5 separate regions of the Mus musculus genome follow, and regions 1, 2, 3 and 5 are each linked to region 4. A link is a contact called in public Hi-C data. All regions are on one chromosome and are shown on one strand. The core of a region is the stretch at or near the end of the contact, and the rest is flanking DNA. Distances in the headings are between cores, read along the strand shown. Region 1 overlaps Chn2 (chimerin 2). Region 2 overlaps Chn2 (chimerin 2). Region 3 overlaps Chn2 (chimerin 2). Region 4 overlaps 4921529L05Rik (RIKEN cDNA 4921529L05 gene). Region 5 overlaps Chn2 (chimerin 2).

Region 1 (2,700 bases), core at 138-2,637, 180 kb before region 4:
GGGAAGACAGTGGTTTATTCACACACAGCAGAGATTGTGAGAGTGTGTAAGATGAGGGAATGAGGCAAAGCGGATTCTGGATGAGAAGGAGCTGAGATGCTGTTGATGGAACAGAAGGATGCAGGCATGGTGCACTTCTGGACAGTGTGCTTGATGTCAGCAGCCCAGATCCCGTAAACTCACCCTCTGGGGCAGTTGTCACTTGGGCATAGAGAAATGCAGGCTCACCAGCCACACACTGGGAACAGAAGCTTAAGGGATGGTTTGGAAGAGGAAGTGGGAAAGGCTTCTGAAGCACAATAAGCCAGGCAGCCACTTCCACTCCTGGAAGTGACATGACAGACATCATTAGCTAGTGGCCTTTTCTCAGCCAAAAGGTCTTCAGACTCCTGAGGCTTGCTCTATGCTCTCTGAGCAGCAGAGTTTGCCAAAATGGAAGGGAAGCCAGTGGACCACTTGGGTCATGTGTCTATCTCTCCGGATGCTGACATGAGAGCCAATCAAAAGCCAGGAAGCTTCCTACCTTAGCTTTCAGTAGGGTCCTGTACACCATTTAAAGGGTTAGCTAATCAAACACCCACGGGAATAATTCTCCAAGGCGCATTTGAGGTATAAAATATGTCACAACGTCTGAAAGTCTCACTTCCTGATTTAACTCAACAAACATACTTCACAAGCAAAATGCACGAATGAATGCCACTCTTAAGGTGGTTCCACAAGCAGAGGAGTGACACGGTAGCATCTGCTTCTACAGCAATGTCCCATGCATACTGGAGGCCCTCCCTAGCCAGGGGCCTTTTCCAGCACAGGAGAGAGTTCTCCCACTGGGTCAACCTGTTTGGCAGTGGTGGAGGTCCCTGAGGTTTGTGGAGGTAGAGAAGGGACACCTTGCTCCCCTTGGAGTCTAAGGATTGAGAAAGCTAATATTTTATTCTTGCATAACAAAAGTTGACTCACCTTGTCAACATAGGGATAAGTCAACATGTTCCTGTGGGCAATATGGGAAAGGTCATGCAAGCAGAGTGCTGAAGCCACTCAAAAACAGGACTTAGGACTGAGATGGGTGGATCCTAGCCCTCTAGATTGGGCTCTGCAGTCCACTCCCTTCTAAAAGTACTGCCTCTGGCCAGTACATAATGAATAAGCAGTATCAGCCTGGCTACTGCCATGTCCCCCAGCTATGAGCAGCAGGTTACTGGTACTATAGATGACTTCCTGGTTCCAACCTCACCTCTAGCTACCATGTGAAGGCTTTGCCTTGCTAATAAAATATTATCTTAAAATTCACTGCTTGGCCAATGGCACCATGGTAACCCAAAGACAAGGTGTGTGGGGCCCCAAAGCAGGGAGCCAGGTATCTGTGTACATAAGCAGGATCTATGGGGTTTGACAAATTGCACACAGGCTACTTTTATGACTCACAGATTGGGATAGGATCAAAGAATAACTACTATCCTATTCCCGTCAGGTGATTTGACTTTGGCAGTTCTACAGATCAAGGGTGTGAGGTCCCAAGCTCCTGTTTAGAATAATCAGCACAAGCTCTGAGTACCTGACCTCCCACTGGAGGAGGGCTCCTGGGAGAGCTGTCATTCCAGCATCAACTGCATGGTTGCTTTTGGTCTCTTACTAAAGAAAATCAGACTAGTCCCATAACGGTTGGCTTTTGAACCTGTCAGCTCCAGGCTCACATTTCACACACTTCTGACTTAATATTCAAATGTGGCTTCCTTGTTGTTTTTAAGTGAATTCAAAAGTGGCAATTCTTTTAGGCCATTAACTCCAACACTTCCTCAGTGACTTTGCCTGTGGTTTTGCGGGGGTGGGGGTGGGATGGGGTGGGGTGGGGTGGGGTGGGGGTGGGGGTTGGTTTTAGTAGTTGAGCTCCAGATGTATGGTGTTTAGGGATAAGAGCCTCCCAAGGACATAGCTAAGGAAGTGATAGTGTTTGTTTCTAAGAGGATAACAAGAGCTTCTAATCCCACAGGGAAATGGAGAGAGAGCAGAAATTTGGGGCCATCATGTGACATTGGGCTTTCTCCAGTCAAGTCTTGGTCTTATGTATCCTTATGGCCCAACAGCTCCTAGTGCACTCTCTGGCTTCAGACAGGCCCTTAATATGCACTAGGTGCATGAATGACTGAATGCAGGGACGCCATCCATACACCACTGGAAAAGAAGATTTCTAAAGATCCTTACTGCCCAATGTGCACGCCTGCTGTTCATGGCTACCTCCCTAGCACCCGTGAGCTTCTTCCCCCTTCCCGTGTTTCTCTACATTTTCTGATCATGTTTTAGGCAGGATTGATTCCAAAGTTGATGCTGATCAGTCAGGGAAAGTTAGCAGTTACCAACCCCTTGACCACAGAGATGAAGTCAGGAATGGGAAAATGAAGTCAAGGAGGGCTGAAATGTCATTCTGATGGTTTTCTCGAAGCACTAATAAATGGGTGGTCTCTTTGCCTGATGTTTCTGAAAGCAGTGCCAATACCCTTGGGGGTATTGGGTCTGTCTAGAAATGACATGGGAAGAACTTGTTAAAGTCCAGTTGAAGAAAAGTATCATCCAAATAATAATAATAATAATAATAATAATAATAACAACAACAACAATAATAGTAATTTAAAAGGCCAGGGGAGTGGAAAGGGTCATGTCCAAACATGCCCGAATCCAGAGCCTCTGGTCTATGTGACCACTGAC
Region 2 (2,700 bases), core at 8-2,507, 130 kb before region 4:
TCAGGAGGAAGGTGTGGTTGTGATTAGCAAATGATAGGGAAGAACTGAGCAGGATTCCTCCCAGTCAATGCGGAGGAGGGAGGGCGTGGCATGTGGGAGGTGTGGATGAAGTGACTGGGCTAGCCAGAGTGAATAAGAGGAAGAATGGGGGCAAGGACTGGCAGAGCTTTCTGCAAGGGCCGCAGAGAAATGGGGTAGCCACTGGGAGAGGGAATACTGTCCAGCAAGGCTGTCTGGTTTGTTTGGGTTTTCTCTAAACAAAACAAACCATTTTTCCAAATGAGAGGAACAACAGTCTGCTTGTATGCTGTAAACTCATCAATGTGGGGAAGAAGGGGCAGCTGGCGGAGGGAAGAGGATGCACTGACATGCGTTGGGATTGAGTAAGGGTCCACAAGGACAGCCATCACCTCTTTTGGAAAAGTCAGGTCGTATAGAGCATCCGCCCCTGAGGTCGGGAGCTGCAGAGTGCTGGAAACTTAGAGACTCTCTTCCCACAGCCCTGTCGTCTCCACAGAGGAGCACAAGTGGGATGAGGGATGAGCCAGTCACCCAGAAGTCAGCCAGAGAGAGTAAGCCCTGTGACATGACCCAGCCAACAATGTCTGGTAAAGAGGTCACTGCCATCTAGGACATATATGGCTCGTTCTTTAGAGGCTAGCATGGCAGCATTAGAAATGGGGAAATGATGAGATTCTAAACATACTTTTAATACAAGTGAGTGTGAAATCACCACTGGGCTATACGGAGTATTGTTTTCTTTTTCTCCAAAGTCAATACAAGAGACATTATTTCAGCCTTGAATTCTAAGTCAATAACATTTTAGTTGCTTTTACTGATGATGATCCAGTTTTTAACTAGTGGATATTATTCCAGAATGGTGGCAATATCAATAAGTGATGCTAGAGAATGCATAAAACTCTGCTGGCATTGTGAAGCAATATTGAAATGGAAGCTGTAGTTAAAGGCAAGGTGTCTGAGTCTGTTCCAATCAGCCAATTGGCAGGACAGAATCAATAAATCATGAAATGAGTGTGGGAAAAGACTTTGAGCTTTCCAAGATCGAAGAAGGGATAGTAAAATATTAACTTGATGTCTTTTTAGCTCTCTTTTCTCAATATTTATCAGTGTTTGCCCTCCCTTGAAATGAGACTGCCATTATTAGCTTTTCTGATAAATAGATGGAGTTCTTCCTGGCGGCTCCTTTCCGCCTTCCATTCTAGCCTATCTCCTGTTCTCTGTGATTCCCCTGGCCTGCAGAATCTCTCTCTGCCAGGGACAAGGGGGGAACTGTCATTCTCTTCTTATCCAGTCTCTCCGGGATTATCCTTGGTCCTACTGTGGCCTGTCCACTAGAGCTCCTCCTAGACCACCACCTTCCTCTGGGGACTCAGACTCCTGTTGCAGACCCAGGGGACCCCTAGTTCTTTCAAACTACTCCTCTCAGCCTTTACTTCTTGCCCATCCCTATTCCTTTGTGACTCCCTGAAGATCTACAAAACAGCTCTCTTCCAGGGACCCTACAGACACTACCCTTGGCTGGCAACAGATTGGCAACAGCAAGGAAAGAAAGTGATTCCCATCAAAGAGAGATGAGATCAGATATCCATACCAAACATCTCAGACATCATAATTCCAGAAATTTAGTTCCCACTGCAAAACCACAGACATGACACCATGCCTCCTCCAGAAGTCAGCAGCCCTAACCCTATATTATTAGTTCCCAAGAAAAGTAACTCACTTAAAGCACAAAAAGGGACTTCAAAACAGCAATTATGTGTGTGTTCAAATACCTTAAATAGGATATAAATTAATGAAGACCACGAACACAAAACAGTCCAATACAGTAATGAAAACAATCAAGACATGAAGGTAGAATTTAATAAAGAAATAGAAACACACACACACAGGAAAATGGATGGAAATCCAAGTGTCTCCACTCTGATCTATCTAGGTATGTTGTTGTTTTCCAGTGTGATACTCTTAGCCTGGATCTTACACTAACTCCTCCCCTCTCAATGTCAAAACCAAAAGCAAGATGTTGCTGGTCTACCCAAATTCTGCCCAAGATTCTGTGTGTGGATGCTCTCATAGATGAAGTGCATATATATATATATATACATACACACACACACACACACACAGAGAGAGAGAGAGAGAGAGAGAGAGAGAGAGAGAGAGAGAGAGAGAGAGAGAGAGAGAGAGAGAGAGAGATTTGTATGACAGAGGAAAACCACTGCTGTTGGTCTTTACCATCCACTTTATTTGAGACAGGTTCTCTTAGCTGCTACCTATGCCAGGCCACGCTAGCTGACCTGAGAACTTCTGGGAATTCTGCTGTCTCTGCCTCTCATTTTGCCATAGAAGCTGGGTTCCTGACATATGCAACTCCATCCAGCTTTTTCTTGGGGTCCTGGGGACTGGAACTCAGGTCCTCATGCTTTATCCACTGAGCCATCTCTCCAGCCATTCCTTGTAGATTCTTAAGAACTCTTTAAATACATCAGAAGTTCAGCCCTTCAATTCAAATTCATAGCTGTCCATGATACCTGCAAACCTTCCCAAGGAGCAGAAGGCAGAAATCCACTTCTCCTCCTGCCCTATCTTAGGTTGTTTGAAAACCTGACAGCTTTTGTTGCCTCCATGTTTTCTCTGCTGTACTTAGGGAACTAGGGACATTTGTGGTGGTTTGAATTCCTT
Region 3 (2,700 bases), core at 40-2,539, 160 kb before region 4:
GTGAGCTGAATGTGATGAAGTGGAGTGAGTACTAGCACCAAGCTCTCTCCAAGTCTGCAAAACCAAGACTTTTCCCTTATAAGATTCTGCCGCTCATACTGGGCCCTTCACAACCATGCCACATGCGCTCTCCCGAGCATCACGAGGTGGCCAGCACTGTACTATTCTTTAGAGGAGAACCCAAGGCTCCAAGGCGAATGTACCTTGCACGAAATGGCTAGCTCATTTGCATCCATCTGAATATTTGCAGTCAATCCTATGTCACCAAATGGTCATCTTAGAAAGATTGACTTATACCTTATCATGAGAATTCAGTACACTTTCTTTATAGCATCAAACCTGTTATTGGATTTTTTTTTCTACAAGTTCTTAAGTAGCTATTCATCTGTAGCAACTGTGATGGGCTGGTCTTATGACAGGTTGACAGGATTAAGAGCTATCTATCTAGGACTGGTACAAGAACACACCTATGTGTTCATGGGCACATTTCCAAAGTGGATTGACAGGTGAGAGAGTGAGCAGAGGGTTGGGGGTCCACCTGAACATGAGTGGCGCCATCCAACAGGCTGATAGGCAGACGGAAAGGACTTGGACGTAGGCAGCATCCACGAGCATGTGCAATCCTTATTCTTCCCTTTGGGTATTCTATGGATCACTGCTACCAGAAGTCTCTGATTTCTTCAGCCTTTCATCAGGGACCTTCCAGGCCTAAAGCTTTGGACTGAGACTGAGCTGTTTAGCTTATAGGTCTGAAAAACTTCCATATTCTCTACCTCTCTGGGATGCACCATTGCTGGGATAATGTGTGTGTACAAGTGTCTGTGCACACGTGTATATGCTTGTATATATTCCCTCAGTTTGGCTCTTCTGGAGAATCCTACTTACAGAATTACATCAACTAATCCTGATCTATCCCTATATTAAGACAAATAAAGATGGAGAGACAGAGGAACCTAGTGGGCTCTCTAGATGGGAGGTAGGTTCTGAGACACAGAACCTCCCGGGACTACAGGTTTAGCCTTGCTCCTAGGTTTCAATCTCTGTAGTTCATCATTCGCTTTAAAAATAACTTCTCACAAAAGAAATATTTCTAAGACAACAAACACATGGAAAAGTAACACTTCAAATGTCTGGCCAGACAAACCACAGAGAAAAAAAAAAAAACCAGCAAGCACAGGAAGTGTTCTGTCGTGCACAGGAAAAAGAAACCAGTCTGGACTCGGTAGTGGAGCACTGCAGACCTGCAAGAGGCCAGGCTCTGCTGGACTCTGCACAGCATGCATTTATCACTGTGATGCAAAGGGCTTCAGCAGAAGCATGCAGGGAGGAAGGAGGCCTCTCATAGGTCCTGGCAGAGCAGGAAACAGCTTCAGCATATCTGTAATTAAAGGGTTAAGACCAACAGCAAGTGGCTCCAATGATTTTTAAAAGAGAAAGTATGTGTACTTCAAAACTGACAAGAAGAATGGATCTCTTCCTGTTCCCTGCCGTTATCTTGATGGTGTGTGTCTTCCTAGGGTTTGGGACAGCAGTACTGCATGTGGTAGCAGCCATATCTTCTTGCTGTTTGCACAGTGGGACATTTGTCTTCCTAATTGCTGCATGTGAATGTCTGACATGCTTGCACTACTAGACGGAACTACATATTGAAATAAACCTTTCCTTTATAGTCAGCTCTTGTCTGAGGCTATCGGTACTAGTAATTTCTTCCACACCCAGTGGCCTTGGCCTAAGAAGCAACAACAGATTTGCACACTGCACTTGGATAAATGATACATGGTCTTCTCCAGGTGCTCACCTAACAAGTTATTACCCATTGCTGCTCCTAGACCCAGCCTGGACACTGGTTAGACAGAGATGACACAATCTTTCCTTCTATGAGGAGGAAGGGGGGATGCTGGGATAGAACAAGTGCAGAAATGTAGAGGGTGCCAGAGGACTGGCGCGCAGGAGCAAGGCTGAGTAGGAAGGTGATGAGGGCAATTCATCCAAAGGCAACAGTGGGACTGGACAGTAAGGGTTAAGTAGGAGTTTGCCGGGCTATCTGCTGGGTTATGGGCGTTATGACTGAGATTAGAGTGCATGGTTGCTTTCCCTTCTGAGTGGTAGCAGAAGAAAGGAGACTTCCATGTGACTGCTAAGCAGTTTTGAGACCTTATTCCTCCCCTGCCAAGGCTAGATAGTCATTCCTGCTAAGAGTCTATGGCTTGATGAGAACTGGCTTTCCTTGACTGTATTCCAAAGGGTGAATAGAGTCAGCAGTCTTGCAAGAGGACGGTGTGTCCACTACTGAAGACTGAGGAGAGGGTCAAAAATGGAGTCATGGGTGGGGCTATGCAGGCAGGCAAGTGTTCATTTGTTCAAGGCAGAAGCCCTAGGCTGACTCCTACCAAAGAGTAGCCTGTGGCTTTCAGGAGAGAATGGCCATGAGGCTTGAATTCCAAGGGAATCTATCCTAGTGGGGCTGCTGGCTGATCACCAAACCTCAGTCTCCCTCCCTAGCTCAGCTGTTGCTAGCACCATCTAAAGCAGAGAGGCAGATGCTAACTACACACCAGATGCTCAGTATGGGTTTGTCTGCTCCACACACTGAACAGCCACTATCGAAGTGAGAGCAAGATGAAACCCAGTCTGATGTCCTTAAAGGATGCCCGCACTGGTAGGGCAGCTAAGGAGGTCTCCTCCCTCCACAGGCCTCTC
Region 4 (2,700 bases), core at 112-2,611:
TGTCAGAGTTAGTTTGAGGCCAAGCAGAGCAATTCAGTGGGAAGCTGAGAGAAGTCAGGTTGAATCAGTCAACCTGGAGAGGAGTTTGAGCCAGAACAGCTGAGCTGAACAAACCAGCCAGAGCTCAGAAGAAACTGGTAAGGGTGAGCTTATTCAGCAGTAAGCCCCCTAGATGACAATTACATCAAATGAATGAAAGCTTCTTTCCAGGAACAGAAATTTCCCAATAGAAACCATGTTTTACTCAACATCGACAAAACTAAATGGTTGTGAAATGCCTTTAAACTTTCCAATGTTGCAATACTTATCTCTCCTAAAATAAACTGTAGTGGGGTTTTTGGTGCAACATGATCGTAAATATGAATGCTTATGTGTGATCCAGTCTGTGTTTACTACAAGAGTCAGTTTGGCTTTCGTTTTCAGCTGCATTTTGGTCAAAGGCATATATTGGCTAGCAGCTTTCTTTGTGTTTAACCCAAGAGGCCCTTGCCCAAGGCTGCACAGTAGAAACTGCTCTGCCTTGGCCCTTGACTGTGGTACTCCCTCCAATACAGGTAGGAGTCTATGGAAATGCACCATTGAACACCATGCCCTTAAGCCCACTGTTCCTCAATCCAGGGTTGTAAATTCCTCCTACAAAAGCCACAAGACCTGTTTTTAGGATCCACATGCAAGCAGACAAATTGTATCTAGATGAGTAACCCCCAGGGGAAGACAATGTTGCTTCTTGCTACTGTGTTCCTAAACCCAAGAGGTGGCTATTGCCAGCTGCTTCAGTGTTGCTGGTCTGAGCTTCAACCTATGGTCTAGAGATTTTCCTGTAGAGAGAGGTAGCTGCAGAGCACGATAGGAAAGCACCTTTCCAGGTTTCCACCTTGAAATGCAGAACCTGAATTTCAAACCTGGTCTTTTGTATAATGATACACCTTAATGAGGATATCAAGGTAGGAAGGCAGAACCTACAGCATCCAATGGTTTCTTAACTTGGCAGTGTCTACGCACCTGGGCATCTGAGTATGGACTTGCATTTTTAAGCTCACCGTGGGCCCTATAAACATTCAAGGCACTGAATATAGTTTTAAAGAATCACTTTTCTTCCACTAGCAAATTCTTCTCTGTGAAGAGTTAAGTGGATAGGAAATACCTCCATGCATAATGTATGACAGGAAACTAAGTCTGCAGTCTGGAGACTCCACAATCTGCACCAGGGTTTTCTTCTAGTCTGCCCGATGACACAACAGGGAGGCACTCTGGAAAAACTAAGATTCAGTGGCATTAAGCAATTTGTTCCAGGCCACAAAACTAGAGCTTCAGTTAGCTTTAGTTGCACAATAAACTGCCTTAAATTGAAAGTGACTTAAAATAGCAGTGATTGATTTTTTTTTTCCTTGCCTGGAGGGTTGGGCTGGGCTGCAACGCTGCCAGGCCTCTGGCTGGGTGGGCAGCCGAGGTCAGCTAGAGACAGGGCTGGGAGGGACGGTTCCCAGTGCTTCTCACTTGTGTCCAGTTTGGTGCTGCAAGGGCTGAGAATGAATCTCCCCCCCCCCCCAGTACTGTCTTTGCTGCCGACCACTGTGCATCCTTGCCATTTTTAATCTAGCCTCTTCCTTCTGCCCTTTGGCTCCCTGCCCACCACCTGATGACTTTTAATGGTATACACTCAAATCACTTACTGGCAATGTTACCTTGAGTGGTTACTTAACCTGAGTCTCAGTTTCCCATGTACAGAATGAGGATATAGCACAGATCACATCAGGGTGTTCCGTAGTGTTTCCAGCAGCAATGCAAGAGTGTTTGGCTCCGGGTTGGCACTTGATTACCATTAAAAGGATTGCCTAATCCGTATGGTGTTACCTGTTTGCATATGACCTCGGGACTGACCACTTGTTATCAGATAAAAAATTGTATTTTATACTTAGGAATATATATGCATATATATGTTTAAATGCATATATATGCCTATCTATCATCTATATCTACCTATCTATCTATCTATCTATCTATCTATCTATCTATCTATAGAACATGCATGCAAATGGAACAACAATTAAAAATAAGATGCCATGCATTTGAGTGGGAGGGGTCAAAGAGAGGAAAGGGAAAATTATATGATTATATTTTATAATTAGAAAAACAGTCATAAAAATGATTGCACTGGAGGATCAAGGAATGTATGTTGATTGTCAGGCAGAGGGAATGAACCACTGTTCGTTTTTCAGGCGACCCCTGAGCTTGCAAGTATTGGAGTGGGGAAGTAGTTTCATGTTATGGCGTTGGAATTCTAAGACAACAGCTCTGGGAAGGTGGAAGAGAAAACAAAACAAACAAGGAGCTCGTCCCATCATGACATTGCAGGAGCTTTCTCTCTCTTATGGAACCTTCAGGAAACTGCGTGTCACCCTTAGGCAAGGGCCAGGCCAGTCTCTGTTCCAGCTTCCGCCATGAAGTTTCTCTATTAGTTTTTAAGATTCCATCTTGGAGTTCCTTGGTCCTTGCTTCTCCCCACATGGAAAGTGCTCCAGTGCTCCACCAGTCTTCGGGACCTAGGTGGGGACATATCTTTGACCCATAGGTCTGAGTTAGAGGAATCTGAGAAGCACTTAAGAGGCGGCTTTTGAGGATGTGCTCTGGACTGGCAGTTTTACTCCCGCCATACTGCTGATCCCCACTGGGTCAGACCAGCTTGTGTCTGTGCACAGT
Region 5 (2,700 bases), core at 92-2,591, 230 kb before region 4:
CACCACCAGTTACGTCTACTTGGGGCATGCAGAGTTAACTGCGGCAATTCCCGCACACCCTGGGGCCTCTATCAAATGTGCCTCCATGTGAGCCAGTGCACACCTGTGAAGGGCTGGGAAGGACGGCCAGAGTCTAAGCTAGGAAACAAGAGTCTCTGAAACAGAAAAGCAGCGAGCTGAGGTAGAATGTCCATCTTCTCTGCCTGGATCTACCTCCCGGCTCATGGCCCAGGGTCTCAGCCCGGGTAGCACTAGATAGGGGAACCTCAGCAGCCTCTGACTCCACAGGTCAAGAGGACTGAACGCGTTGTCTGTTGTTTGGTTGGTTTTCCTTCCAAAACTCTCATCTACATAAAGGGAGAGCTCCCCTCACCTTCACTGCCCCACCCCACAACCAGGTCAGCTGTTGCTCAGACCCCTGATAAATCCGTGTGGTTAGATTCTGACTTCAAAACAATAGCCAGTAAATCCTGGCTTCCTGAGAGCATCAAGCTAGTTCAAATCCATTCACGCAGCGATTCTCCGTTCCGTTTTTATGGCCGTGTGTGCGTGGCAGGAAGATGGATGACCACAGTCATTACTGTACCTGTCATTTTCACTAGCCAGGCTCCGCTCATCTTCATTTACCCTTGACTCCTGAGAGGAACCTGGTTATGTCAGTTATTTCCAAAGAACCTCCTGAGGAGAGAATTGGCAGTTTTTCTGGACCCTGTAATCCAAGCAGCTCTAGTCCCACCTCCTTTATATCAATGGTCCAGTCCCCACCAACGCCCCTCTGTGTGTCTGTGCTCCGCATGCATGTGTGTTCATCTACGTGTGTGTGTGTGCTGCGTGTGTGTGTGTGTGTGTGTGTGTGTGTGTGTGTGTGTGCCTGTGTGCTGCGTGTGCATGCCTGTGTGTGGGGTGCATGTGTACATGTGTGAGTGTGTATGTGTTCATGTGCATATCTGTAAGTGTGTGTGTGCTTGTGTGTGCATATGCATGGATGTGTAGGTATGAGGGGGTGTGTAATTGAATGCAGCTCTTCAGCTTGGCTAAAGGCACTGGTCAATGTTCTACTTAAATCTAATGGACACAGAGAAACTCAACATCCCAAAACCAAGCTCCCAAGCACAGCACACAGTCGTGAGCCCATCTGAGAAAGGGACTGTAGCATCGTCACATGTAAGGCATGCTGGGCTTCGGAAGCCAGTTAGCTTTGTACAGGATGCTATGAGAACCATGCTGACTAAGGGCATAAGGACTGCTGTGTGCTTGGGCTGGCTTCTCCCACGCTTTTCACTACCACACTCTCTCTGATTCCTGTCTCTCTTGCCTGGCCCCTATCAGTAGACTGGACCCTGGAGGCTGCACCCTGCTCCCTGCACTGTGCCCCTGGACTTTGGCTGGGTTTGCCCAATGGGAAGTGCAGGCAGAAGGTAGAAGGAGAGAAATTGGGGGCTGGGAGAGGGACAGTGATGTGGGGTATCAGTTCCCACTCCAGTTCTCATGAACCTTCCAGAATCTTCCTGCTACCCCTGGACCCTTGAGTAAGTGGTGGTGGCCCGCTCTGGATAATCCAAGGGAAAGTTTTCCAGTTCAACCAATTCTCTTGAGACTTCCAGCCTTCTGCTTCCTGCAGGGGTCCTGCTGGGGCCACTAAGTGTGATATGACTTCACTTCAGATCCGGCTGATTCAGGCAGGCACCTAGTGCTGTAATGGACACACCTCAGAGATCTTAATTATAAGTAGTCTACATGGAGTGAAGATTAAGGCAGCATTTTCTGAGCCTTTGAGAGGTTTCAGAAACACCCTGTGTTTCATGTTTCAGTCTCCTGTCATGTACAGCAAAGCATCTGCTCAGACGGTCTCTGGATCCCCTCTCCTCTGGGCCCTGGCTTCTCCTCATGCAGCAGGAGGCTCACAGCCCCTGGATCAAAGAGCTTGTCCAGAGAAGAGCCTTGACCTGGCTCTGGGTGCATCTGAGATACACTGATCTTCATTGTGAATTTGGCTCCGTTTGTGACATTGCATTATCTGCTCCTGCTTCATTCAACAAGTGTTTGCAGGTAAGCACTTAGGGATGTGCGGGGATTCGGAACCAGGAGTCACCAAAAAAAAAAAAGGCTTTCACCTGGATGCGTAAAAGCACCAGATCACAAGTTCCCCAGCACTGCCTGTGTGGATCCATCTGGAGCCCAGCAAAGATCGACCAGAGCCCCCGGAAGACCTGATCCAGTGGCTCTGACCACTGCATGTCTAACTATGGTCTCAGGAAGGCCAAAGACGTTGGTATTCAGGGCCACAGTTGGAGGATAGCAGGTGTAACAGTTACCTAGGATACTAAGTCCACATCAAGACTGTGTGCCGGGCTCTGGGGTGGTTCTGAGGCGTGAGGTGAATCCTAGCAGGCTTCACAAAGAAAGAAGTGTCTGCACTGGACCCCAAAGAAGCCTGAAGATCGCAGGAGGGAGAGAGCATTTCAGGCTGAGGGCACAGAGAAAGGAAGAGGATGTGGGCCAGAGAGGGAGTTCTGCAGCAGAAGAAGGCGGGGCAAGGTGGGCATTGATGGGCATTTCCGTTAACCCTTGAACTCTCACCACCTGCCTTCCACACCCAGTCACACTGTGGCTCCAGATTTCTCTGTATAGTCAGGTAGGACCAGTCCCCCTGAGCATGTTTCTCTTTCTGTGGAGATGGGTATCATTGGCAAGTATAGT

What was found. A called contact is a pair of places that touch in the nucleus more often than the background predicts.
Region 1: a Hi-C map of liver shows a contact between it and region 4, with 6 times the contacts expected there. The contact joins two enhancer-like sites. A contact is called at or near these places in 4 of 484 Hi-C or Micro-C datasets (bone marrow-derived macrophages, granulocyte-monocyte progenitors, liver and 1 more), 2 of 115 datasets of contacts at active chromatin or transcription factors (bone marrow-derived macrophages and embryonic basal ganglia) and 1 of 9 other capture datasets (adipose tissue).
Region 2: a contact with region 4 is called in a Hi-C map of liver, with 5 times the contacts expected there. The contact joins two enhancer-like sites. A contact is called at or near these places in 1 of 484 Hi-C or Micro-C datasets (liver), 2 of 115 datasets of contacts at active chromatin or transcription factors (the HPC-7 cell line and embryonic stem cells) and 1 of 9 other capture datasets (adipose tissue).
Region 3: a contact with region 4 is called in a Hi-C map of bone marrow-derived macrophages, with 31 read pairs. The contact joins two enhancer-like sites. A contact is called at or near these places in 2 of 39 promoter capture datasets (3T3-L1-derived adipocytes and cranial neural crest), 3 of 484 Hi-C or Micro-C datasets (bone marrow-derived macrophages, granulocyte-monocyte progenitors and myeloid progenitors), 3 of 115 datasets of contacts at active chromatin or transcription factors (bone marrow-derived macrophages, embryonic stem cells and microglia) and 2 of 9 other capture datasets (adipose tissue and embryonic stem cells).
Region 5: a Hi-C map of liver shows a contact between it and region 4, with 2.3 times the contacts expected there. The contact joins two enhancer-like sites. A contact is called at or near these places in 7 of 39 promoter capture datasets (the C10 cell line, the HPC-7 cell line, cranial neural crest and 4 more), 2 of 15 datasets of contacts at CTCF or cohesin (large pre-B cells and stem cell-derived epiblast-like cells), 6 of 484 Hi-C or Micro-C datasets (B cells, bone marrow-derived macrophages, embryonic stem cells and 2 more), 5 of 115 datasets of contacts at active chromatin or transcription factors (acute myeloid leukemia, double positive thymocytes, embryonic basal ganglia and 2 more) and 2 of 9 other capture datasets (adipose tissue and liver).

What each region holds. Positions count from the first base shown.
Region 1 is chr6:54,177,973-54,180,672 of GRCm38.p6, reverse strand. All of the region lies in intron 2 of Chn2 (chimerin 2), which reads right to left. Among named protein-coding and RNA genes, the nearest start is that of 9530036M11Rik, 27 kb to the right of the region's middle. Within about 2 kb of position 1,387, at least 28 of the 459 cell types and tissues checked have an H3K27ac peak or open chromatin away from gene starts, as enhancers often do. A contact at or near this core is called in bone marrow-derived macrophages and liver, where this site is marked.
Region 2 is chr6:54,123,083-54,125,782 of GRCm38.p6, reverse strand. All of the region lies in intron 1 of Chn2 (chimerin 2), which reads right to left. Among named protein-coding and RNA genes, the nearest start is that of 9530036M11Rik, 28 kb to the left of the region's middle. Within about 2 kb of position 1,257, at least 13 of the 459 cell types and tissues checked have an H3K27ac peak or open chromatin away from gene starts, as enhancers often do. A contact at or near this core is called in liver, where this site is marked.
Region 3 is chr6:54,157,125-54,159,824 of GRCm38.p6, reverse strand. The region is part of intron 1 of Chn2 (chimerin 2); the gene reads right to left. Among named protein-coding and RNA genes, the nearest start is that of 9530036M11Rik, 6.0 kb to the right of the region's middle. Within about 2 kb of position 1,289, at least 32 of the 459 cell types and tissues checked have an H3K27ac peak or open chromatin away from gene starts, as enhancers often do. A contact at or near this core is called in bone marrow-derived macrophages and myeloid progenitors, where this site is marked.
Region 4 is chr6:53,994,357-53,997,056 of GRCm38.p6, reverse strand. 4921529L05Rik (RIKEN cDNA 4921529L05 gene) reads right to left here. Exons shown (of 4, transcript NR_110484.2): 2 at 1,145-1,259. Among named protein-coding and RNA genes, the nearest start is that of 4921529L05Rik, 17 kb to the right of the region's middle. Within about 2 kb of position 1,361, at least 21 of the 459 cell types and tissues checked have an H3K27ac peak or open chromatin away from gene starts, as enhancers often do. A contact at or near this core is called in bone marrow-derived macrophages, liver and myeloid progenitors, where this site is marked.
Region 5 is chr6:54,225,897-54,228,596 of GRCm38.p6, reverse strand. The region is part of intron 6 of Chn2 (chimerin 2); the gene reads right to left. Among named protein-coding and RNA genes, the nearest start is that of Gm15527, 28 kb to the left of the region's middle. Within about 2 kb of position 1,341, at least 5 of the 459 cell types and tissues checked have an H3K27ac peak or open chromatin away from gene starts, as enhancers often do. A contact at or near this core is called in liver, where this site is marked.